3 separate regions of the Mus musculus genome follow, and all the other regions are linked to region 3. The links are chromatin contacts, called in public HiChIP or PLAC-seq maps. All regions are on one chromosome and are shown on one strand. The core of a region is the stretch at or near the end of the contact, and the rest is flanking DNA. Distances in the headings are between cores, read along the strand shown. Region 1 holds the start of 1700012D14Rik (RIKEN cDNA 1700012D14 gene). Region 2 has its middle 34 kb from the start of 1700012D14Rik. Region 3 has its middle 33 kb from the start of Gm33204.

Evidence for each region. HiChIP or PLAC-seq counts read pairs in DNA pulled down with a chosen protein or histone mark.
Region 1: an H3K4me3 HiChIP or PLAC-seq map of bone marrow-derived macrophages shows a contact between it and region 3, with 6 times the contacts expected there. The contact joins the promoter of 1700012D14Rik here to the enhancer-like site in region 3. A contact is called at or near these places in 1 of 39 promoter capture datasets (hippocampal neurons), 6 of 115 datasets of contacts at active chromatin or transcription factors (astrocytes, bone marrow-derived macrophages, embryonic basal ganglia and 3 more) and 1 of 9 other capture datasets (adipose tissue).
Region 2: a contact with region 3 is called in a CTCF HiChIP or PLAC-seq map of the NIH/3T3 cell line, with 6 read pairs. The contact joins two enhancer-like sites. A contact is called at or near these places in 1 of 15 datasets of contacts at CTCF or cohesin (the NIH/3T3 cell line) and 1 of 115 datasets of contacts at active chromatin or transcription factors (embryonic fibroblasts).

The regions. Positions count from the first base shown.
Region 1 is chr7:111,121,270-111,123,969 of GRCm38.p6, forward strand. It overlaps 1700012D14Rik (RIKEN cDNA 1700012D14 gene), which reads right to left and starts at 1,406. Exons shown (of 3, transcript NR_015573.2): 1 at 1,114-1,406.
Region 2 is chr7:111,155,381-111,158,129 of GRCm38.p6, forward strand. No RefSeq gene overlaps it. Among named protein-coding and RNA genes, the nearest start is that of 1700012D14Rik, 34 kb to the left of the region's middle. Within about 2 kb of position 1,266, at least 202 of the 459 cell types and tissues checked have an H3K27ac peak or open chromatin away from gene starts, as enhancers often do. A contact at or near this core is called in the NIH/3T3 cell line and embryonic fibroblasts, where this site is marked.
Region 3 is chr7:111,975,133-111,977,952 of GRCm38.p6, forward strand. No RefSeq gene overlaps it. Among named protein-coding and RNA genes, the nearest start is that of Gm33204, 33 kb to the right of the region's middle. Within about 2 kb of position 1,474, at least 51 of the 459 cell types and tissues checked have an H3K27ac peak or open chromatin away from gene starts, as enhancers often do. A contact at or near this core is called in the NIH/3T3 cell line, bone marrow-derived macrophages and embryonic fibroblasts, where this site is marked.

The DNA.
Region 1 (2,700 bases), core at 156-2,655, 850 kb before region 3:
CGTGGGTGGTGGTGGTGGGAATAAAAACCAACTGAGTTTTTTTTTTTTTTTTAAATACAGCCCCATTTCAATATCTCTAAAACTAAAAACTCAATCTAAAGTGGAATCAGATATGCAAGTGTTACATGACATATGCTGTTACTATAACCAGTCTGTCCCCGATCTAACAATTAATGCTTACTGAGTAACTCTCTTATTTTCTGTGGCCTGTTAGTATCTGTGCCCAATTCCTCATAAAGGTTAATTCATCTAATTGTCAAGAACCTGAGATTATCAACGACTGCATTTTAGAGAAAGATACAGGGAAGTTGGCACCTGCTAGGTTAACACATTTAGTCAGTGAAGAATGAACAGAGTTCCCAAACTGACTGTGCAGCCCACGTGCCTCGACAGTACTTGGGAGTTTTCTACTTCATCAAGCATAACGAGCATTTGGTACTAGAGGTTGGTGTGTGTGTACAAACAGATTGCCAGCGTGTTGTAACAGGCGAAGGCAGCAATCTTAAACTAGGCAGTAGTTAGAAAACCTATTCCTTAGCAGTGGACTCTCCTTCCAGCCTCGATTTAAATTTAGCAAAACAGAGAGCTTCTCGGAGCCACTGGTTCACCATAAAATGAAGTTTCCCCACCTCGTTGTCAAGTGGGCACAAAAAAAAGTAGCTTTGTTTTCTTAAAAGGGCCCCGTATTCCTTTCTCTTCTGAGGTACATCCCAGCAGCTCTTGGGGACAAAGCATCTGCCCTCCTAAGTTTCCAGTTCCTTTCAGGGAACACTAGGGTCTCCCCTTAGGGGCCTTTTGCTGCCAGGCGGCCCTAGGTGTGAACGGGAGCGCAGGCCAATCGCAAAGGTTAAGAAGCAGAAGGGGCCGGGCAGCTCCACTAGGACCTAGAAGTATTTCAACGCGGTCACTTCGCCCTGCGGCCAGTGACAGCCATCCCTCCGGGCCAGGCGTGCACTGCTCGCAGAGCACCACGCCCCCGGAGGCATGCTTCTTGCCCTAGCCTACCAGTGGGTGACACAGGATTCCTCTCGCCCCAGGAATGTCGACTGTGCCATCGACATGAAGTCGTGTCAACACACCCAACACCTTTCCACTCCATCTCCATCGCCCTACCGTCTCGGCTGCGGCTGGGCTGCAGAGCCGCGTCGCGGTCCCCAGCCGAGCACGAGACCGCCATTTTAGACAGCTCAAGGCAGCGGCCATTTCGGAGCGGCCCACTCGCCGGTGGCTCAGCTCACCTTCAGCGAGGGTCTAGGGCCAGTCGTCGGGGACTGGAGGGAGGAGGGAGAGATGAAAAACAAAACAGAGGAGAGGAGGACGCGGGACGGGGTGATGCTGTCAACTCAGGGATACCGCCTAAGCCACCTCAAAGGGCCCCGACTCTCGGACGGCGCGGCCTGAAGTCTGAATTCAGGGACTCTTAGAGCTCCACTGCGGCCAGACGCGATGGTCTGCAGGAGCGACTTCGCCGCTGTCCAATCAGCGACAGAGCTCATCCCTACCGCCAATCCGCGCTGAGCAGCGAGGCGGGACTAAGAGCCCAAGTTTGGTTGAGGCGCGGTGTGACCTGGGAGCCGCCTAGCCGGCTCTGGGCTCCGGGCTGGCGGGCGAAGCCATTGTTTTCTGAATTCCCCGGCACGCCGTGGGCCTGGCGCGGGTTTAGAGAGCAGATTCCGGGGCTCCTCCAGTTCCACGTGGCTGATGCTGACAGACAGATGGCGGCCCAGTCGGCATTTCCCTCAGCTCTGTCGCTCTGCAAGGACTGCTGAGACAGCTATGGATCCTGAGCTCGCCAGCCTAGGCTGATGGTGGCCCGGTCACTCAGTGCTTGGAAGCGGGAAGAAAAAACTCACCTTACTCGGCGTGCATAAACCTTTACCAGCCGGGGGGTTAGGCCAGGCCAAGGGCACGCCTGATGTTTGGCCTCCCAGGTGGCCCAGCAGGACGAAAGGGAAAATCCTTAGAACTCTTCTTTTTCTGAGGTTTACCTCAGCGTTACCAACTCATCTCTGTTGGGTGGGCTGGCAACATTTGGGTGTTTAAGCCATCTATCCCCGTTCTCCCTCTTTTCCAAAAGGGCATGGCCAGGCTTGAGGTCCTGTGTGTAGGGATTAAAAAGCATGTGCCACCATGCCCCGCGAAGCCTAACCCTTAATAGTAGTTATCAGGACTGATGGCAGTCATCAAGCTTCAGTATAATTTTGGAATAAGATTTTGTTTATTATATATTTTTATATATGTCCCCAATGTGAACTTCACATACCTGGTTTGTGTCTTTGTAAATTGGAAAAAAAACTCAAAAATAAGACAATGGGAAGAATAATTAAACATATTCGTGTTTAATTAAAGACTAGGATTTAACTTAGGCTCTATATGCTGACGAGTCTACTGTTCTTGAAACATACAGATTTTTTTCTGTTAATTGCTGTGTCAAATTATAATTTATTATATATTTATATACAGTTATGATTATAATATATGTTGGTTGAGAGAAAAATACAGGCAATGTAGGACTCAGCAAATAAAGATAATAATACTGTTTATAGAGTGCACTGTAGGAGCCAGGGGCTGTTTTATGTACTTTTTGTTTTGTTTTGATATTTGAGACAGGGTTTCTTTGTGTAGCCTTGGCTGCCCTAGAACTTGCTCTCTAGACTAGGCTGGCCTTGAACTCATAGAGATCTGCCTGCCCCTGCCTCC
Region 2 (2,749 bases), core at 16-2,515, 820 kb before region 3:
TCCACATACACCTGGACACACACATACTCGCACACACAAAGACAAGCATATAAAATATGAACACACACACACATATCTGCACACACACACACACACACACACACACACACACACACACCCCAAAGACTATTCTATGTAGTGACATGGCAACTGTTTATGATTTAGCATTAAGTCAAAGGAGGCATGCAGAGTCCTGCCTATGTTATGACATACTATGACAGGTGTGTGTTCATGTCAGAGGCACCTTTAGGCACCTTCTGGTCCCCTGGGTACTCCATGTATATTAATATTATACACTGGCTTATGGAGAGGATTCTCCAATCTATTATAACTTGGCTTATTTTTTGACCAGTTATAGATGCTTGGCTAGGAATCTTTGAGATGAGCAGAAATTGAGACGAATTTTGATAATGTCCAACTCCTGTTGATGGGTGAATAATCTAATAAATATTAGCAACCAAAAAAATTGAAATAAATATGGGATGACCCTTCCTTTCCTGTTGATAAAAAGCATTGCCAAATTTTGTTTTGTTTTGTTTTTGTTTTTTGAAAAATGGTCTCAGCAAGTCAAGAGATGAGCCTAAAATGTAGCTGCCTCAGGTGAGGGAGGGGCTCTAGAGATTAAAGCTACCTTGGAGGCAGGGCCAGGGAAAACCCTATTGTGAGAACCAAAAGGCCCGGTGAGACACTCAGGGACACTGGAAGCTATCTACAAGCTACCCAGAGGCTGGCTGACTTACAGAATCCTCACCGCAGCCCACAGGGAAACTGTTGTGTCCAAAACAGATCGAGCCAGAAACACGTGATAAGACAGTCGTTTAAAAAGAGAAGTTTAAGAGTCACCAAAGGGCCAGAAGCAGCTGTGACAAGGGATTAAGAGCCCAGGAGGTGAGAGCAGAAACAGGGAATCCAGGAATTGGCTAGAACAGGTGCTGCTTGGGGTCCTCCTGGGCAAGCTGAGGGAGGAGAGCAGTGGAAATAAGGGTTCGGGGTAGGGAGTGGGGGTAAAGGTTCCCCTGAATTTAAGGGTCCTCACAGACACCAACAGTATACAGAAGACCATTCAGAAATCTCTCACCCTAGCTTGGGCTCAGAATGAGAAATCAAGACAGAAATTCCCCTGGTGAATCAGGCTGAGCCCAAGGGGAGGGGAAGGCTGTTTAGAGATAAGGATAAACCCTATTGGGTGCTTAGGTAGAGAGACAAGTCTAGGCACTGGAGCCCAGGCTCTGTGAGTCCTGCGTGCTCAGGCCTGAATGAAAAACTAGGTTTGGGGGAAGAGACTGGCTGGTGAATCACAAGTCCCAGATGTGGGGCACACACTGCAGGCAGACCGTGGCTGCTGTCAGCAGATTTGACCACAGCCTGGGTTAGCTGACAGGCTCAGGACACCGGCCCTGGTTTTAGGCCAGAGAAAGGAAGAACTGCCCCTGGACCCTCCAATATGAAAGCCACAGAGCCCCACAGAACTCCATCTGGGTGAGCAAAAGTATTCAGAACCAGGCTTTACAAGTTGGTTTTATGATGCATCTGGGCTGAAGGTGAACCACCCCAGTCATTAGCTCACTTCCCCTGGGGCTGAATTCCGCAAGGAGCCAGGGGAACGGGTTTCTCCAGCACACACAGACCTGTCCATCAATGTTTGCTCAGAAAAATCCTTGGCACCTCAGAGGCTGTCCCTGGCTCACCTCTGAGACCATGTGCTTTCTCTTGCAGGCAGTTTTGCTGGCTGTTCCCGTAACGGACAGGACAAAGGGACTATATTAAGGCTTCCCTGGGTTAGACAAGATTGGAACACGTCAGATGGCCAACTGCTAGCACATTGTGGTGTCCAGTATCATATATCTTTTCTCCCTCCCTCCCTCCCTCCCTCCCTCCCTCCCTCCCTCCCTCCCTCTCTCTTCTCCTCCTCTATCCTCCCTCTCTGTCTTTCTGTCTCTTTCTCTGTGTCTGTCTCTTTCTGTTTCTGTCTCCATTTCTCTCTTCCTCTCTCCCTCCCTCCCCCTACCTCTCTTGGTGTGTGTTCTTTAAATTCCAGCTTAGCAGCCACATGATTTAGGTTACTTCTGTCCTCCTAAAATAGGACTCTGGCCACGTCTCCAATGGAGGCCCCGGCAACACACGGGTGGGCTGGCTGCCAGGGCTGGCGGAGGGAGATGTGGGCTGGAAATAAACTCATCGTGTTTGCTTACAGCTTCTTCCCCCCACCTCACCGGTGAGTCAGATGGCTTCTCACCCCACATTTTGCTCTTACCCTCTTTTCTCTTCAGGGGTGGGGGTGGGGTGGAGGATGCTGTCAGGTTTAAAATACACCCTCAAATTATACGTATTTGTATGCCCATATACAACAGGGACTTGTTCTTTCTTTAATGCAATACAGAATTATTTTTGGCTTTTTCAGGTTCATTCTGTTTTAAGTCATCCTTGGCTAGGAAGTGAGCGCCAGGAGTTGAGAGAGTGAGATCTCAAGTCCCCACCCTGCTCCTTAGTAACTGTGGCATTTGGGGCAAGGCAGTTCACCTCTGAAAGCTTCTTTCTCAGCTCTCGGCCTCCCTTGGGCAAGGCCTTCTTTGTAGCCCCGGAGTATGACCCTTGACCTTCATTCCCCAGGCTTGTCCTGACAGTGGGTTAGGTCTGTTTTATAAATGTTTTGGAAACGTGTGCCATTCCTGGGAGGGGTACTTCTCCCTAGTTTATCTTCTCCACCTCCACTCCCATCTGTTTCTCCGAATTCTTCACAGTTACTCAG
Region 3 (2,820 bases), core at 224-2,723:
TCCTCCACTTCCTGACAGGCCAATGCCAACTTTAATGCCCAATACTTTTCCATTACTAGTGGTAACATTTTGAACAACTAGTTTTTATGAATCATTTATAGACCAAGCATCTTTCAAATAGCATCTAATTCAACATTCACAACTCCCTTGGAACAAAGTGTTTTCCCCCATCTTACAGATGAGAAAACAGGTTTTTTCAAAGTTAAGTAACTTGTTCAAGGCCACACATAAAAAGGAAATGGCAGAACCAGAAATTAAACTGGTCTATCGGGTCCCAATCACTAAGTCACTGTTGCCTCTTACTAATTCTCTGCAACCAACTCACTTACTTGCCTTCCCCCTCTGAAGTCTTACCAAAGTGCACTACTTTTTCTCAACCCAGTCTAAGGAGCCTGTGGACTCTCCCTCACAGCCATTTCCTCCCGCAGGCCAACTCTGAACTTCTACCCAAACATTATGTTCTTCAAACGTCTGTCCAGAATGGAGCTTCTCCTTCCAAATATGATTTGCCCCTGTTCTTCCCAAGTGTGTCCTCAGTCTACCTAGCACCCAGGCTTGGGAACTTCATGCACTTCATTAAGTTCTGCCTTTTGATCCTTTTAATAATCAGCTTATTAATTTTACTCCAAGACATTTCTCTAGGGTTCCTTCTCACTGATCATCCTGATTCAACAGTACTAATGGATGCTGAGCATCCTGCCCTTCCCTCACCCATCCTATAACTAACCCTCTCTAGGACACCCATCCACTCAGGTTGCTGATCTCAAGTCCAGGACTTGGAAACAGCTCTCTTGAAGACTTGAGTTTGGTCTCCAGAACCTATGTGGAAAAGCAAGGCTTGTGGGCTGTGCTTGTACTCCTAATGCTTCGGGGAAGAGACAGGCAGGTCCCTGGGGCTTGTTGGACAACTAGCTTAGCTTATTTAGTGAGCTCCAGACTAAATAAGAGATTTAAATCTAAATGAGAGATTCTTGCTTTCTCAAACTCCATAGTTTCTCTCTCTCTCTCTCTCTCTCTCTCTCTCTCTCTCTCTCTCTCTCTCTCTCTCTCTCTTTCTCTCTCTCTCTCTCTCACACACACACACACACACACATGAAAGCACCCACACAAACATGTACATGCACACACAAACCCACACATGCACACACATGCACAAGCATGCACACACACAAACACACACAAATGCATAACACATTCACCACAGACACAAAGAATCCAGTTTAAACTCCTTACACAGGTAAAGATCTACCCTAGTCCACCTTCCTGATGTCTATGAAACAAAACTTCCAGAAGTTCTGCATACACTTTGGCATTCCTCCTAACAGCCCCCAAGCTATCCCTCCTGCACCTCTAATCCTATCAAGCTTCGTTCAGATGTTCTCTCCAAAACTTTGCCTCAGGTGCTGAGTCAGTCATGAGTGTGTCTCCCTCCTCCGAACTTCCTGCACATGATGTCATGTGTGTGAGTCAATGTGGCTTTCTGCAGTGATTCAGCTGTTTGTCTGTACATCTTATAATCCACACTAGATGTGAGTTTCTGCTGGACCATGATTCACCTTGGTATTTGACAAACTTAACACAGACCCTAGTATGGGGCAGCTACTTCTTAGCTTGATTTTTCTGTTTTGGTTTGGTTTGGTTTGGTTTGGTTTGGTTTGGTTTGGTTTGGTTTGGTTTGGTTTGGTTTGTTTTTCTTGGTTTGGTTTGGTTTGGGGTTTTTTTGAGACAGGGTTTCTCCTGCTGTGGTGGAACTCGCTCTCCCAAATGCTACGATTAAAGGCATGTGCCTCCTGCCTGATTCTTAGCTTAATTGTTAAGGACTCTTTTGATATATGACTGCCAAACTACTTAACAGAGGTCAGAGCAACTAAGCCTTTAAAGTACATTCAAATAACCACCCACAGCAGGCGACCTGGCTCACCCAGGTCCCTGGATGGTCTAGCCAGAGGCTGTCCTGATACAGTCCTGTGGGGCGCACTCTAGGATAAGCCACCCCACTGGTACCAAACTCGTTTTCTAGTATTTCCCACCACACCCTGAAAGGTAAGAACATGCCATTACCCATCGTCACAGGCCAGGCTACAAGATGCTAGGTGGAGACTGAACCTCTCTACCATGATGAAAAACGATAACTGGTGCCAAATTACTCGCTTGTCAGACTCCATTCGTCTCTGTTTCTCAAGCTACTTCTGTACCCAGAGGCCTCCATCAAAAGGCTCCAGCTTGTCCCTGGAACCTGGGTTCAGGGAAAGTTCAAGATTGTGCAAAGACAGAGGGAACCTCCAAAGTCTAAACTCATGAGAACGATAGGCAATCCCCACTAGTCCTTCATCCAGAGCAGAGCCAGGGTGGGGTCTGGAAACAAGTTGCTATCTTATCTCTGTATACTTGAAAGTCCTGGGATAGGAATAGTTCCATTCTCAAGGCTTCTGGATAGCACAGAGAATAATCTAAAACAGAAGATCAAACGGTCAAAAACTGGAAGTTGGAATTTTTTAATCAGATCTGGTTACTTCCCATTAAAGCAAGCTAGTCTAAAAATGAGCAGAAATCCATTATTCCCATCGCCTGTACTACCCAACAATATTGTTGTACGCATCAAAATTGCTGATAAAGTAGACAGAGTTTATATATATATAGATTAGATATAGATATATGTCGCTCACATGACAATTGTACGTAGGAGTCTAAGGCATAGGAGAGGAGGCTGAAGATGTGGTCAGCAGGCTTTATATACAAAATATTAAACCTTTACCCTGCCCAGTGATAAATTACGATTATTAGGAAACAAAGTTTCAGAAGTAATATCCCAAGATCACA